Regions from separate parts of the Triticum aestivum genome. Here region 2 is linked to region 1. Evidence: chromatin contacts called from public Hi-C data. All regions are on one chromosome and are shown on one strand. The core of a region is the stretch at or near the end of the contact, and the rest is flanking DNA. Distances in the headings are between cores, read along the strand shown. Region 1 holds the start of LOC123156339. Region 2 holds the start of LOC100137000 (retinoblastoma-related protein 1-like).

Region 1 (6,536 bases), core at 2,406-4,905:
GACCACGGCGGCGTTGATGCCGCTAGTGTTTCGTACGCGTAGATGGGGTGTCGGGGTGGGACGTAGTTTTTTTTCCTTTCCCGATCGCACTACCGAACCGCACAATATGCGTACGACGCGGGAGTATGGGGCGCGACATACACGGGCGGCCGGCCCTACGACGGACGGCGGGTACACTAATACATAATTTAGTATGGACAATACTACCCCTTATACGTTGGGGTTGTACCGAAGTACTTCTCCTTACTATTATATCGACTCTAGTTTTTCTTATGGCGGTGATCAACTCATACAACTCAGCTTCATACACTACTACTGATAATAACTAATTACAAAGCATCAGAAACTGATGGTCCATCGAAATGACATTGCTCACTGACCGGTGACTGCTTCTGTATATTAGCTAGTAATAGTATGACAAAAACACATCCATCTTATAACTATGACGATGATTGATCCAGGGTGATTGGTTCAGCTTCTTCTGGCCTCACCATTTGTATTGCAGGTAGATGATAATCTACTCTTCACATGTTGCTAGACATCCATGCCGGTAGGCACCCTACTCATGCAAAAAAGAGAGAACAAGAACTTAGTTACACATCTGCATTTTCGGAATTCACTCGGAAAGAAAATGGGCTGCAAAAATGAGTGAAAAATTGGTGAAACTCACATGGGGCCGGAAAACTGAAGCACAGGGATGGCGCCGGAGCCGGCTGCTGCGGCTCGGCCACGAGGATGTAGACCAGGCCCATGACGCCGGTGTGCTCTCGGTCGCTGCTGTAGTTGGAGACGATGGTCAGCACCTCGCCGTCGCTGACCTTGATGGATCCTGGCTTAGGGTAGCAACTCGACATGCCGACAATGTAGTTTGCCTCGTTCCCTGCCTCCTTCCCTGTGCCGTAAGTTGGAAGCGATTCACATAGAAGGCGTCCATCCTGTAGCAAGTCGAATTTACCTCAGAAGTTAGGCTTTCTTTTCCTTTGGCAAGAACTTGTGATGTTACCATTTAGACATCATATATATATTGAGCATGTAATTCAGGAATTAGTCGAACTCAGTGAATATTGGTTGCAGACAGAATTGGAATTTGGAATCCCAATTCCAAGTTTCAGATAGGTAGTATTGAGCGTTTCCACTCAAAATAACTCTTGAGAAGTGCATAAGCACAATTGATAAGCGATCAGGGTGCTAATCCATTACCTGGCCATGCAGAGAAGCACCGACTCCTCCAGAGTGCTGGTGTGCAACACTGTACACGATATCTCCTCCACGCGGCAAGACCGCTCTGGTAGTCTTAGTATGGATGCACTCATTGTTGGCTCGGTTTTCCGCGCTGCATTCCTCAACTTGATACTCAACCTGTAAATCAATGGCTTAGTTCATAAACCAACCTACTAAGGCTCTCAGATTGTGTATTTGAATACCCGTAAAAAGGAAAGAAAAAAGATTGTGTATTTGGAATAATAGGATAGTTTTAAACTCTGAAACAGTTGCCACCGTTGTGGCAACTGGGAAGTATTTGCATACCTTGCAAGAGTGTTCATGAGTCCCGTCGAGCATAGCGGTATCCGTAACGTCAAATATGTAGATCTTGACAGGCACCACCGCATCAGTCCAGTCGAGCCAAGTCACGGTGTACTGCAAGAACACCTTCCGCACCTCGGCGTTGAACCCTGCTTTGAGCCGACACTGGGTCTGATCATAGCAGCAAAGCAACCCACCAGTGTAGTTCTTCGAGACTGTGCGCCCATACTCATCAATTGTGACATTGTAGAAGTCGCACTTGCACTCGGTGCAGCTAGGCTTGTCGGCCACGCCCCTCGTGTCGATGGCATGAATATTGAGCAGCCATTTCTCCTCATAGCCTTCAGGGGCCTTCTCTTGGTTGCCGGTCTCAATTCCATAAGGATCAGGAACCCATGTGGCGGTGTGGCGAGTCTCGGAACCGAGCCCGAAGTACTGGGTTAGTGCTCTCTTGCACACTCCATCATTCCCTTTAAGCATTGCGGGAACCTTTTGCGCATCAGAGCTCTGGTTGTCCTTGAGAGCATAGTATGGTACTGCAACCCAGTGATGCAGGTAAGTCTCATGGAGCGGGACAGGGACGCCATTCTCATCGACGACCTCAGCATTAAAGCTCTTGACTGCAAGGTGGCCTCGGGGGAAGTCGACGTCATGGTAGTACTTGTTTGAGACTGATCCAGGCCCCAGTAAGATGGGCGGAGAACGGAACGTCTTTGATTTCAGCAGATGACCTCCCACGTTGAGGGCTTCAGAGGGTAGGGGGGCGATAGCCGATAGGAGCGAAATGAGCAGCACAGCAGAGCCAGCCATTTTCATCTTGTCACCAGCTGCAAAAGTCGACCATCTATCAGAAGAAAGTAGCATCATGCAGAAAAAGAAGCAAACCAACATATGGAGAATCTTCTGCTATATATTTGATTCAGAAAAGCCCTTTTATAGCAACTAGCAATTATGAATAACAAAATTCAGCTAACAACACCTGATACAGTATAATAAACTTATGTTCATTACCAGATTTATTAATTCAAGACAAGCCTGCCATGACATGAACCATTAGTAGCCACTACTGAAGCAAGCTGACTATTCAGTAACTTGTACGACGAGTCGAGGAGTGTGAAAGCTCCCAGGTCAGGTATATTCCATTGAAGAGCAAGGAAGGTAGCAACTGGCTGAAAGTTGTACTAGGCATGTCAAGAAAGGCAGCATCCACATGAATACTTGAGTAACTTGACAAGACAAAATCCAACCAATAAACAAGGAGCGTACGCCAGCCTGCTTCGTGGTAATCTCCCCTGTGTCAATTCGATAATAAAATACAGAAGACAGTAGCTTTCACAGGTGACCTATATATATAGTGTTCAAGTAAGCATCAAGAGTGATTTGATTGTCCACATAGAGATCGTCACTAACAAGGGGAACTGGATATGGTCAGGCAACAGAAACTCTGAACCTTTCCAACCACTAACGATATTCTATTTTCTTTTAAATAATATATTACTGATAAAAGAACTGAGAGGTGCATCAAGCCCCAATTCTTGACTTGAACAAGAAGCACATAGAAAGGCTTGATTCTCTTGACCACCAGTAACCCATGTATGTATGTGTCGCACACAAGCAGCAATAAATACTACAAGGACGACAAGAAGAGAAAAAAATCAAAATACAGTACTTTTTTCTTTTCTTTTTTGATGAATCACAAACATTTTCCTGAAAGGCGAATCGCAGTCATACTCGGGACTGGGACAAGAGGACATCTAAAGACGAAAAAGTTTCTCTGCCAGTGGATTTACTGATTGATTCAGCAAAAGATACCGCGGAAGAGATGGGAAATCAGAGGATTCATCGCCGCAGCTACCCTAGCCGATGGGACGGGCCGTGAATGCGCAGGAACCAAAGGGAGGAAGGGAGCAGAGCTAGAAGCAGAGGGAGAGGAAGAGGAAGAGGACGGCGCGTACCAGGAGGGAGGGACGGAAGAGGACCGAGGAGCGAGCAGGAGGAGGCGGGGGAGCTGCGGCTGTACGGTTGGTGTGGTGGCCGACGGAACTTATAGGGTGCGGGGCGAGGCCACGTGGCGTCGGGCGCTTACGGCAGCGCTTGCGTCGCTGCGTATGGGGATGATTTTTTTTTCTCGTTTGAGGGAATGGGGATGAAGTTATGAACGCGGGCGAGCCGGTTCACGCTTTCTTCTTTCTAGAAGCTGTGACCATGCTGGACGGATAGTGTTTGGACTCTCTTTTTGCGAATCTATTGTTTCTTCCTATTTTGAGTAAATACAGTCGCGCTAAATTTGCATTACTACCAACAAAAAAATTCCTTCTAGGACTGGCAGGCCCCGATAGCAAATCCTCACCGCCAGTGTTGAGGTGACATATGAAGAAAATAACCGGGTATTGTATCGCTACTACGTACACTGTACTACCTTCGTCCTAGTTTATTAATCGTTTTTATGTTTTATGCTAAATTTTAATCTTTAGTTTAATGAACAAAATGCTATTGCACGTCGCAACAAATAATATCATTGAAAACTAGTTCAAACATGAAACCAGTGATATAATTTTTAATGACATGCACTAACATTTTACTGAAATATATGATTAAAATTTAACACAAAATACAAAGGTAACCAATAAATCAGGGCGGGTGTAGTGCCTAATAACCAGCTTAGAAATATCCTGCACAATAACAAATAATAATAAAATTAATGAAGACAAGGGGGCACATACCAGCCTTATTTAAAGCCATTGATCGAAACATGCACGCGTAGGGTGGAACTCGTTGTGGTTGAGGCCGTGTGGGACTGGGCTCCCGGGACCGCCGACATACATGGCGGTGTCAGTACCACGTTTTGGAAGCCTGGCTGCCGCCTGTCGTCTGTAGAGCAGTTTCGATCTCATCTTGCGCCAAGGAAAAAGAAGGGTACAATGTGTGTTGAAAGTGGCGCCTTAGACCAACTCGGTCATATCAACTTGTCGTGTGTAATTCCTGCTAGTAAGATATTTTAACGGTCTGAGGCCCTGCAGTCTAATCACCCTGAATCATCAGATTAACCATCAACGTCGAACAGAAAGTTAAAGTCGCTTGAGAAAATGGAAAACCGCTGACGCTAATCTACCGTGTGTTCCCGGGACGAGCACTGTACACCTTTGACTATATCTCCACGTAGCGCCAATATCACACGTCTAACGTCTCGACCGATTGCCGACGAGCTAGCAGTAGAAAGCTACTGGAGCAAGCAGCCAACGGAGCAATCAAGTAGAGTACTATTATTAGTGCATTGCCAATATTTCTTTCCTATACTGTTTCCCTAGTTCCCACTGAGGAAAAGAGACTCCACGCATCCGCTGCCAAGATTATTGCCACACAAGGATTAATCACTTACCTCTACAAGGCCTATAGCTATTTCCATTGCCATGTCAAAATAAACACGTACGTACATATATTTACTTACACTTGAGACTTACACATACAACTCACATGAACGTGGCACTAAGGTATCCAAGAAGAGAAATATGAACTCGGGCATAAATAAAAGGAGAATAAAAAGAATCTATACCGATGGGAAATTACACGTCGAAGATATAGCCAAAATAAATCGACGCTGTCAGGCTGTCACTACCGCCTTATCGTCCCGCATTTGACGGTAGAACCCCGATGTACAACGCCAGGGGAGGCATGTGGAGGTCATCTCCCGGACATGAGGTTCACCAAGCCCGGGTTTTCGTAGAGGGCGTTCATATCCCAGAACTCGCTCGTGGAGGACAGCGTCATCAGCGCCACCACCACGGATCTCATTGTCGGCCTCAACTTGGGGTCCTCCTGTGTGCATGCGTTCGCCAGGTGCGTCATCTGCAGCCACAAGGCAACAGATGTTTTATCCCATATATCTAATCCAACCACGCAACGAAAGCAAGATATATGCGATGGAACCGCTGTGCCCGAGCAAGTTTTTCTAACCTTGAGAATGGCGTCGATGGGGTAATCGTCTCCTAGCTTTGGATCGATCAGCCTTTTGAGGCCTTCCTTCAGATCCGGTGCATTGAGAGCCTCCTCAAACTATACATATTTCAGTGTATGATAAAAGTCATCAAACAAGCAAGATAAATAAATTCAGCAAGGACCCAAAGCCAAGAGTTAAATGCGCCATTAGTCCATTAACTCAAAGTGATTGCAGAAGAACTCGGAAAGTGACCAATTTAGTCCATAAACTGGTTTATTGGATCAAATAAGGCCAAAACTGAGTCGAGAGAGAAAAAACCATCCACATGGCTATGTTGCATTCCTTGGACAGTTCATAAACCGACAAATTTTTACGGGAATTTTTTGCAAGATTACATCGACCCGCGTTCATATTGAAACTGCCGTGTAAAAAATATGAGCCATGCATGACTCAAACACACGCCGTAGGGCTCAGGTATAGGCCTGCTAACCAAGAGAACTATAAGGTACTATTTGTGTAGCCATTGGTTACTAAATCGCTCCTTATTCTTTCTATTTGCTCGTCAGTTCCTGATTATGGAAAAGGTGGCCTGCTGACCAGTAGGATCTTGAATCATAAGTGAGATTGTGTTACAACAAAGTATGTAAAATTATTTACTACTGTACTACCTTTTCAGATTTTATTGTTCATGTGTACGTATTTAAGCTTAGGAGCAGAGAATATATACTTTGTTGTAACACAATGCACACAAATGACTTAATACCTTACTGGTCGGCAGGCCACTCTTTCCCTAGTCAAGCGTGGGTACAAATCCCACACAATGCAACTGGTGGTATTAATCTTTTCTGGAAACTGACCGAATAAATAGGAAGAATAAAAAACCAATACTAAACAAGGCCTACACAAACAGCTTATAGTTCTGTTGGTTAGCAGGCTTGTACCTGAGCTGTTGACACCTATAATTAGTTTAAATGCAGACCGATGTAATCTTGCAAAACAAAACCTATAAAAAATAAGTCAGTTTATGAGTGATCCAAGCAATGCCAACGTGGCAATCCCTAATCGGTTTTGGCCT
Region 2 (6,536 bases), core at 2,371-4,870, 180 kb before region 1:
GGTAATCCTCTAATGATAAGATTGACGGTTCTAAGATTACGAAGCATGCCAATTTCCTCTTCATGAGTGGGGTGCAAGGGATCAATAGGAGACACGTAAGGACAATGAACATACTTGCTCAAGTTAAATTCATTAAAGATAGCAAGCATTTCATTTTCCCAAGAGTTATAGTACTCTCCATCAAGTATGAGCACTCTACATCGAAGACTCCCCAAATTAGACACATCCATCTTCTTCCAATGGTGATTAAACCGAAGCAACGGAGACCAAAGCTCTGATACCAATTGTAGGGTCGAAGAAGATAGGTCTAGAGGTGGGTGAATAGACTCTTAACCAACCAAAGGTGCAGTTTTTAAATTTCTTGATATCTAGGCTGATTTTGGCACTAGTTAAGATATCACTAAGACTTCCCACACATGCATATCTAGAAATAAAGCAACGGAAATAATAAAACATGCATTTGTGCGGGAAGTCAAGGGGTAGAGATGGAAGATCAAACACAATGAAGACGCGGTGATTTTTGGTGTGGTTCCAATAGGTGGTGTTATCGTACGTCCATGTTGATGGAGACTTCAACCCACGGAGGGTAACGGTTGCATGAGTCCACGGAGGGCTCCACCCTCGAAGGGTCGACGAGAAGCAAACTTGTCTATTCCATCATGGCTTACGTCCACGAGGGACTAGCCTCACTCATGGTGGATCTTCACGAAATAGGCGATCTCCTTGCCATTACAAACTCCTTGGTTCAACTCCACTAGATGTTGGAGGCTCCCAAGTGACACCTGACCATAGGAGACACCACTCTCCAAAAGGTAATAGATGTGTAGTTGATGATGAACTCCTTGCTCTTGTGCTTCAAATGATAGTCTCCTCAACACTCAATCACTCTCTCACAGGCTTGGGGAGGTGAGGTCTTGGAGTGTAAAGCAACTTGGGAGGCTAGAAATCAAGATTCAAATGGTTGGATTGCAATCTCTTGATCTCAATACATGAGTATGTGGTTCTCTCTCCAAAAATGAATGGTGGAAGTGTAGATTCGTTCTGATTGCTCTCTTAGAGAGTAGGTGGAGGTGGAGGGGTATTTATAGCCTTCTCCCAAAATCCAACCGTTTCACACTTTCGACTCAACTCGGTGACACTAGAGCAAAACTTCGATGAGACCGACCTGCGCAAAAGATATGAGCGTTGGGCTTTTCGGTGGGACCGAAGTGGAAATCTCGGACAGACCGATATGCGATAACCTAGGTCGAACTTCGTTTCAGTAGTTCCGATCATTTTAACTCGATAATTCTGAAATGAACGAATTGGCTCACAAAAATTTGGTCGTTGCAACTCGGTGAAACCGATCGCAGTCTTGGTGAGACCGAAAATCTAGGGTTTGGCTTTGGCAGTGTATAGGATAGGCTCGGTGGGTCCGGGATAGATGTTTTCGGTGGGACCGACATGGAACTTTAGGGTTTGGACATATGAGATTTGGAGAAGGTCTTTGAGGATTTTTGGAGCAATATCACTAAGCATTTGAGCAATTGAGTCATGATCAAAACCTCGTCCATTTTAATAGTATTTGCTTTCCTATAGACTCATTGTGATCTTGGATCATTTAACAAAAAATGAAGAGTCTTGAAGCTTTGCCAATTCCATGTCCTTAGCATTTTGAAGGGGTACACATCCTCATGTCCTTGCCACGCCATTATTGAACTTATCTGAAATATACTAGATAAAGATGTTAGTCCAACAATATGTATGTTGACATGAATTACCAAAACCACCAAGGGAGCAAATGTGCTTTCATAATCCCCAGCCGACCGAGACGCTAACGATAAGTGATATCCTCAACATTGACTGCGAACGGCAGCGACGTGCAACGACCAAGGTGAAGGTGAGAAAAACGAGGGGAGAAAGGAGGGGATCAAGGATGCTGGGGCCACCAGGGTTCCTAAAAATCATGGGGTTATGTTGATGGCCGGGGTAGTGGCTAACAACAACGGTGGGGAAGGTTCAGGGAAGGGCGGCACAACGAGGTGGTGCGTGGTAGAGTCTGTTGGATGCGGGTGGTTGAGGCATGTGGTTGGTTGAAGACAAGCGTGAGAAAGAAAGAGATGAGGAGGTCGAAAACGAACAATGTTGATATGTCTTCACAGGATTTTTATAACAAATAATAATGACATGTACTTTCTTCGTTCTTTTTGTTTGTCCAGGCATATATCATTGAATCTACCTCCATGGTTGACAAAAATTACCCACTACACTACGCATAAGTGAAACAAACGTTTCGCTCAGAAAAGAAACGAGTACTGCAAAGGAGAAGATGCCTGGGCCCATGGCGGGATGACTAAGCAAACAAGCTTTAGTTAATGAACAAAGAAGAAAGGAGGGATGACTAAGCAAACCGTTTTTTATTCGTGGACCTTGAAACACTAGCTCATATGTTGTTTCCTTCTATTCGGCTTGCTCAACATGCCCATCAATGAGCTTCAAGCTTCGCCAGTTGATCCAATAAATTTGATAAAAGGGAGTATTCCGTTTCGTTGTCCATGCCGCACGCTACCAAATTGAACTTTTAAGAGAGAAAGTGCATTGTAATTAATTCCGTTACTAGAGAAAAGCAAACACATTGAGCAGTTTTTACCGATATGTTTTTTTTCCTAGACCTTGACGTGCACCTCTATGCCACATGCGGGCGCACCTTTCGGATGTTGTAGTGCCGCATTATGGGCGTGAACGGGTGAGCCGTTCGGATGTTGTCGTGCCGCATTAATGAACATTTGGATGAACACATTAATTTTCTTACCTGTTTGGCTGTTGCAACACACTCACGTATGAGTTGTTAAAAGAAATAACGACACAACATATAGTACATGCTACTATTATTATGTTATACTCCCTCCTTCCGGAAATATAAGATAAGTTTGACTTTACACGATCTTCGATGCATGACTTTGATCATTAATACTCCCTTCGTCCCATAATTTAAGAACTTTTGTCAAACTGTCTTAGCTTTAAAAATGTTTTTATATTATGGGACGGAGGGAGTAGTATAAAGTGCATGGATTGAACATCTCTTTGTTGATTCTCAACTATTTTTTTTTTGTAAATTGCATCTTCACATTTGTCATGCAAAACAATTTCATTTCATATGTCTAAGTACTAGTTTTGTAGACATACAATAAGTAAAAATCGTAGTCAAAATTGTACGGTAAAGACCAGAAAAAGTGAAGCGCACTTTATATTCATATTTTGATGATGAGAAGGAGGTACTTTATTATATTATTAGTTTTTGATGAGAAAGAGGGAGTAGGTACTAGTAATTCAACGGCATCCGTGAAATCGGTACAGAGTGTAGTAGTAGTATGCAGCACTGAACCCCGAAGGAGCACGGAACTGTATAAATCGTGCATCGCAAGCCTCTCATCACCGTCCCAGACTGAGACCGAGCCGGACACGTTTCCTCCCCCGCGAGCCGCACGTGCCCGCGGATCCGACACCGCCCACCGCCGTACAGGGCCCGCCCCGCCCAGGGCAGGGCAGATCTCCCGCCATCTCCGTCGCGCCTCTCCCGCCAAAACCCCGCGCGGGCCCACCGCGCAGCCGCCGCACCGGACATAAAAATCCTCTCTTTTGGCGCGCACTCCCACCTCTTTTCCCCTGCCTCCCACGCCCTTCTCCGCCACGCCGCCCCACCGCAACAACCCTACTCTCCCCGCCGCAGCCGCTCGCCGGAGTCCGTAGCCTCCAGATTGAGTACGTCTCCGGAGGTCCTACTGGGGGAGGCAGCCTATGGACGGAGCAGACGCGCCTCAGCCCGCGAGGTCGGGGTCGGGGGTCACCGCGTGCTCCACGTCCACGGCCCTGGGCAGGATGAACGGCGGCGCCAACGCCAGCAACAACGCCGCCGCCGCAATGGAGGAGCGCTTCGCTGATGTCTGCAAGGTACGGGCTCCCAGTCAATCGCCTTCTCCCCCCTTCTTGGACCAGGGGTTCAGTTCTTTGTGCCGATCTGTTGCTACTTTCCCCGCTTAGATTGTCTCCGTCAAGATTCAACAAGAAATCATGGCGGGCGTTGCGCCATTCTCAAATTTTGTGGTCTCGACCCCATCTTCTCCCGCTCTATATGCTGGATTCGATTCCCGCTTATCTTTTTCATGTGCGATTGGTTGGGGGGAAATTTGCCATCTTTTTGGCCCCCATGCTCCAGATCCTTAGGATTCTGCGCTCTCGTCCCCTTGGATTAGATTGTCTTCTCGCCCCTTCAGATTCCTCTGCGGGTTCGGTGTGATTTTGCGCTTATCGCTTTCAAATCCTCTGGCGGCGGTGCTGTTATCTTGGCGACATCTTTTTGGGGCGAATGATTTTCTGGCGGCTAATTTCTGTGGCCTGTGGTTACCCCCCTCCAAATCTTAGAAAAATTCACCCTTTACTGTTAATTTGTACTGCTATCTCTTGTACTGGAACTTGTGTTTTATCCGTAGCCATAGACATTTACCTGCAGGCAGAGTGTATTAAATTGTTTATTCCGCCTGATCTTTGACCATGATTTAGGGCAGACTACAAGCTTCCATCTTGTGCGCTATTTCCATGTCTGAGTTTTTGTTCATTATCTAATCCTGCCAACTACTCTATTTGCCGGCGAACAGAGGAAGCTAGTGCTCGACGAGAGCACGACGAGGCAGGCGATGCAGCTGTTTAAGGAGACCAAGATCATCCTGCTGTCCAGCATGTCATCCTTGGGCAGTGGATCGGTAAATCTCGTCGTCTTCATCCACAAACCGTGCCATGTTCTCATGTACAGTTGCAGCTAAAATTTGTGTTTCTTGTGCTTAATAGCCCGAGGAGATTGAGAGGTCCTGGTGCGCTTGTGTCCTTTACTGCGTGTCGAAGCTCGGCAACGCAGGGAAGGCCAAGGAAGACCGTGGCATCACGCTGCGCCAGATTTTGAGGGCATTCGATCTCAAGTGAGCACTGCAGTTTTTCTTCTAACCAAGTTCTCAGTTAATTGCTTTAGCTAGTCTGTTTCTCATCTCTGTCGATGCTCTGCAGGATTGTTGATTTTTTCAAGGAGATGCCTCAGTTCTGCATAAAGGTTGGATTCATTCTGACTGGTCTCTATGGTTCAGATTGGGAGAAGAGGCTTGAGGTATTTAATTATGCACACAAAAATGGCTTATCCCCTGTTTTGAGAACTGAAACACATATTATGTGTTCATCCCTTACTGATTAATGCCATTTATTTGTTTTGTGTTCAGTTACAGGAGCTGCAGGCCAATCTTGTCCATTTATGCTCCCTAGGCCGGTAAGTTCCTCTGCATGTAACCTAAAATGCCCACATCGCAACTCTGTTCACTGAATCTTAGCTCATTTGCTGCTGCACTCATCGCTCTTTTTTGTAGTTTTTTCCTGGTCTTGAGCATTTATGAACTAGTATTGTGTTTGACAAGCGGCAGCGATGTTTCTCTTGTTCAGGCATTACAGGCGCGCATACCAGGAGCTATTCCTCTTAAATGATGGCAAACCTGCAAATAATTCTTCAGAGCTAAACGTGCAACAAGCTTCTGAATATTATGACTTTGGATGGTTACTCTTCTTAGTTCTGAGAAACCAAGCATCAAGCGCCGTGAAGAATCTTTTAACATCCACAACTGAGTTGGTTTCTGTGTTGGTAAGGACTCCCTACTATGATCTATCTCACATGTGTCGCCTGATCTTCTCTTCATATGCAACGAGACAAAATGTCCGTGTATGATATTAGTCTAACTTGTAAACACTGAATAATTATTGCTTGCAGGCTGTGCTTATTATTCATATCCCCGTGCGGTTAAGGAACTTCAGCATCGAGGATTCGTCCTGCTTTGGTAATGATTCCCTCTTTGTTTTGACTGTTTTCATGCTCAGCTTGTTTGGCAGCTACATCCTTTTTATCTGAAAAGGAGGTTAAACTCTAGCCTCTGCATCGATTGGTGCACACAGCCATTGGCAGTTACAGCTTTAAACTGATGGATGCTGTTTATATTGATTTGAATCAGCTAAGAAGTCAGATAAGGGAGTCAATCTTATTGCATCCCTCTGTGAAAGATATCTTACCTCAGAAGATGAGTTGAGCAAAGCACTGCAGAAGACAAACATTCTCATAAAGGATATTTTGAAAAAGAAACCATGCTCGGATGTTTCAGAGTGCCAGCAGGGCAGTTTATCGTTTATTGATCCAGGTATGAGTCTGGGCTGCAAACAGAAGTTCTTAAAAGTTTTGACTCTATGTTTGTCTTTCATGAATTTTTTGTTGGCCAATGTCACAGCTACTTTGTTCTTTGACGCAGAGGGCTTGACGTTTTTCAAGAATTTTCTCGAGGAAGATTCATTGAAATCAAGTTTGCAGGTCCTGGAAAAGGAATATGTGAATGGACTTGATACAAAGGGAGAACTAGATGCACGGATGTTTGCTAATGATGAGGACAGTTTGCTTGGCAGTGGAAGTCTGTCAGGAGGTGCCCTTAAATTGCCGGGCACAAAGGTAATTACTAATGAGCCTATGCCCGTTCCTA

What was found. A called contact is a pair of places that touch in the nucleus more often than the background predicts.
Region 2: a contact with region 1 is called in a Hi-C map of leaf, with 2.8 times the contacts expected there. The contact joins the promoter of LOC100137000 here to the promoter of LOC123156339 in region 1. A contact is called at or near these places in 3 of 5 Hi-C or Micro-C datasets (all in leaf).

Annotation. Positions count from the first base shown.
Region 1 is chr7B:236,887,316-236,893,851 of IWGSC CS RefSeq v2.1, reverse strand. LOC123156339 reads right to left here and starts at 3,655. Exons shown (of 5, transcript XM_044574471.1): 1 at 3,480-3,655; 2 at 1,528-2,351; 3 at 1,201-1,359; 4 at 671-935; 5 at 195-559. The coding sequence starts at 2,340. The coding sequence ends at 525. It overlaps LOC123156803 (chitin elicitor receptor kinase 1), which reads right to left. Exons shown (of 11, transcript XM_044574988.1): 10 at 5,479-5,577; 11 at 4,892-5,370. The coding sequence ends at 5,206.
Region 2 is chr7B:237,064,421-237,070,956 of IWGSC CS RefSeq v2.1, reverse strand. LOC100137000 (retinoblastoma-related protein 1-like) reads left to right here and starts at 3,620. Exons shown (of 18, transcript NR_189139.1): 1 at 3,620-3,930; 2 at 4,635-4,739; 3 at 4,825-4,952; 4 at 5,038-5,134; 5 at 5,244-5,290; 6 at 5,461-5,656; 7 at 5,783-5,849; 8 at 6,021-6,203; 9 at 6,312-6,505.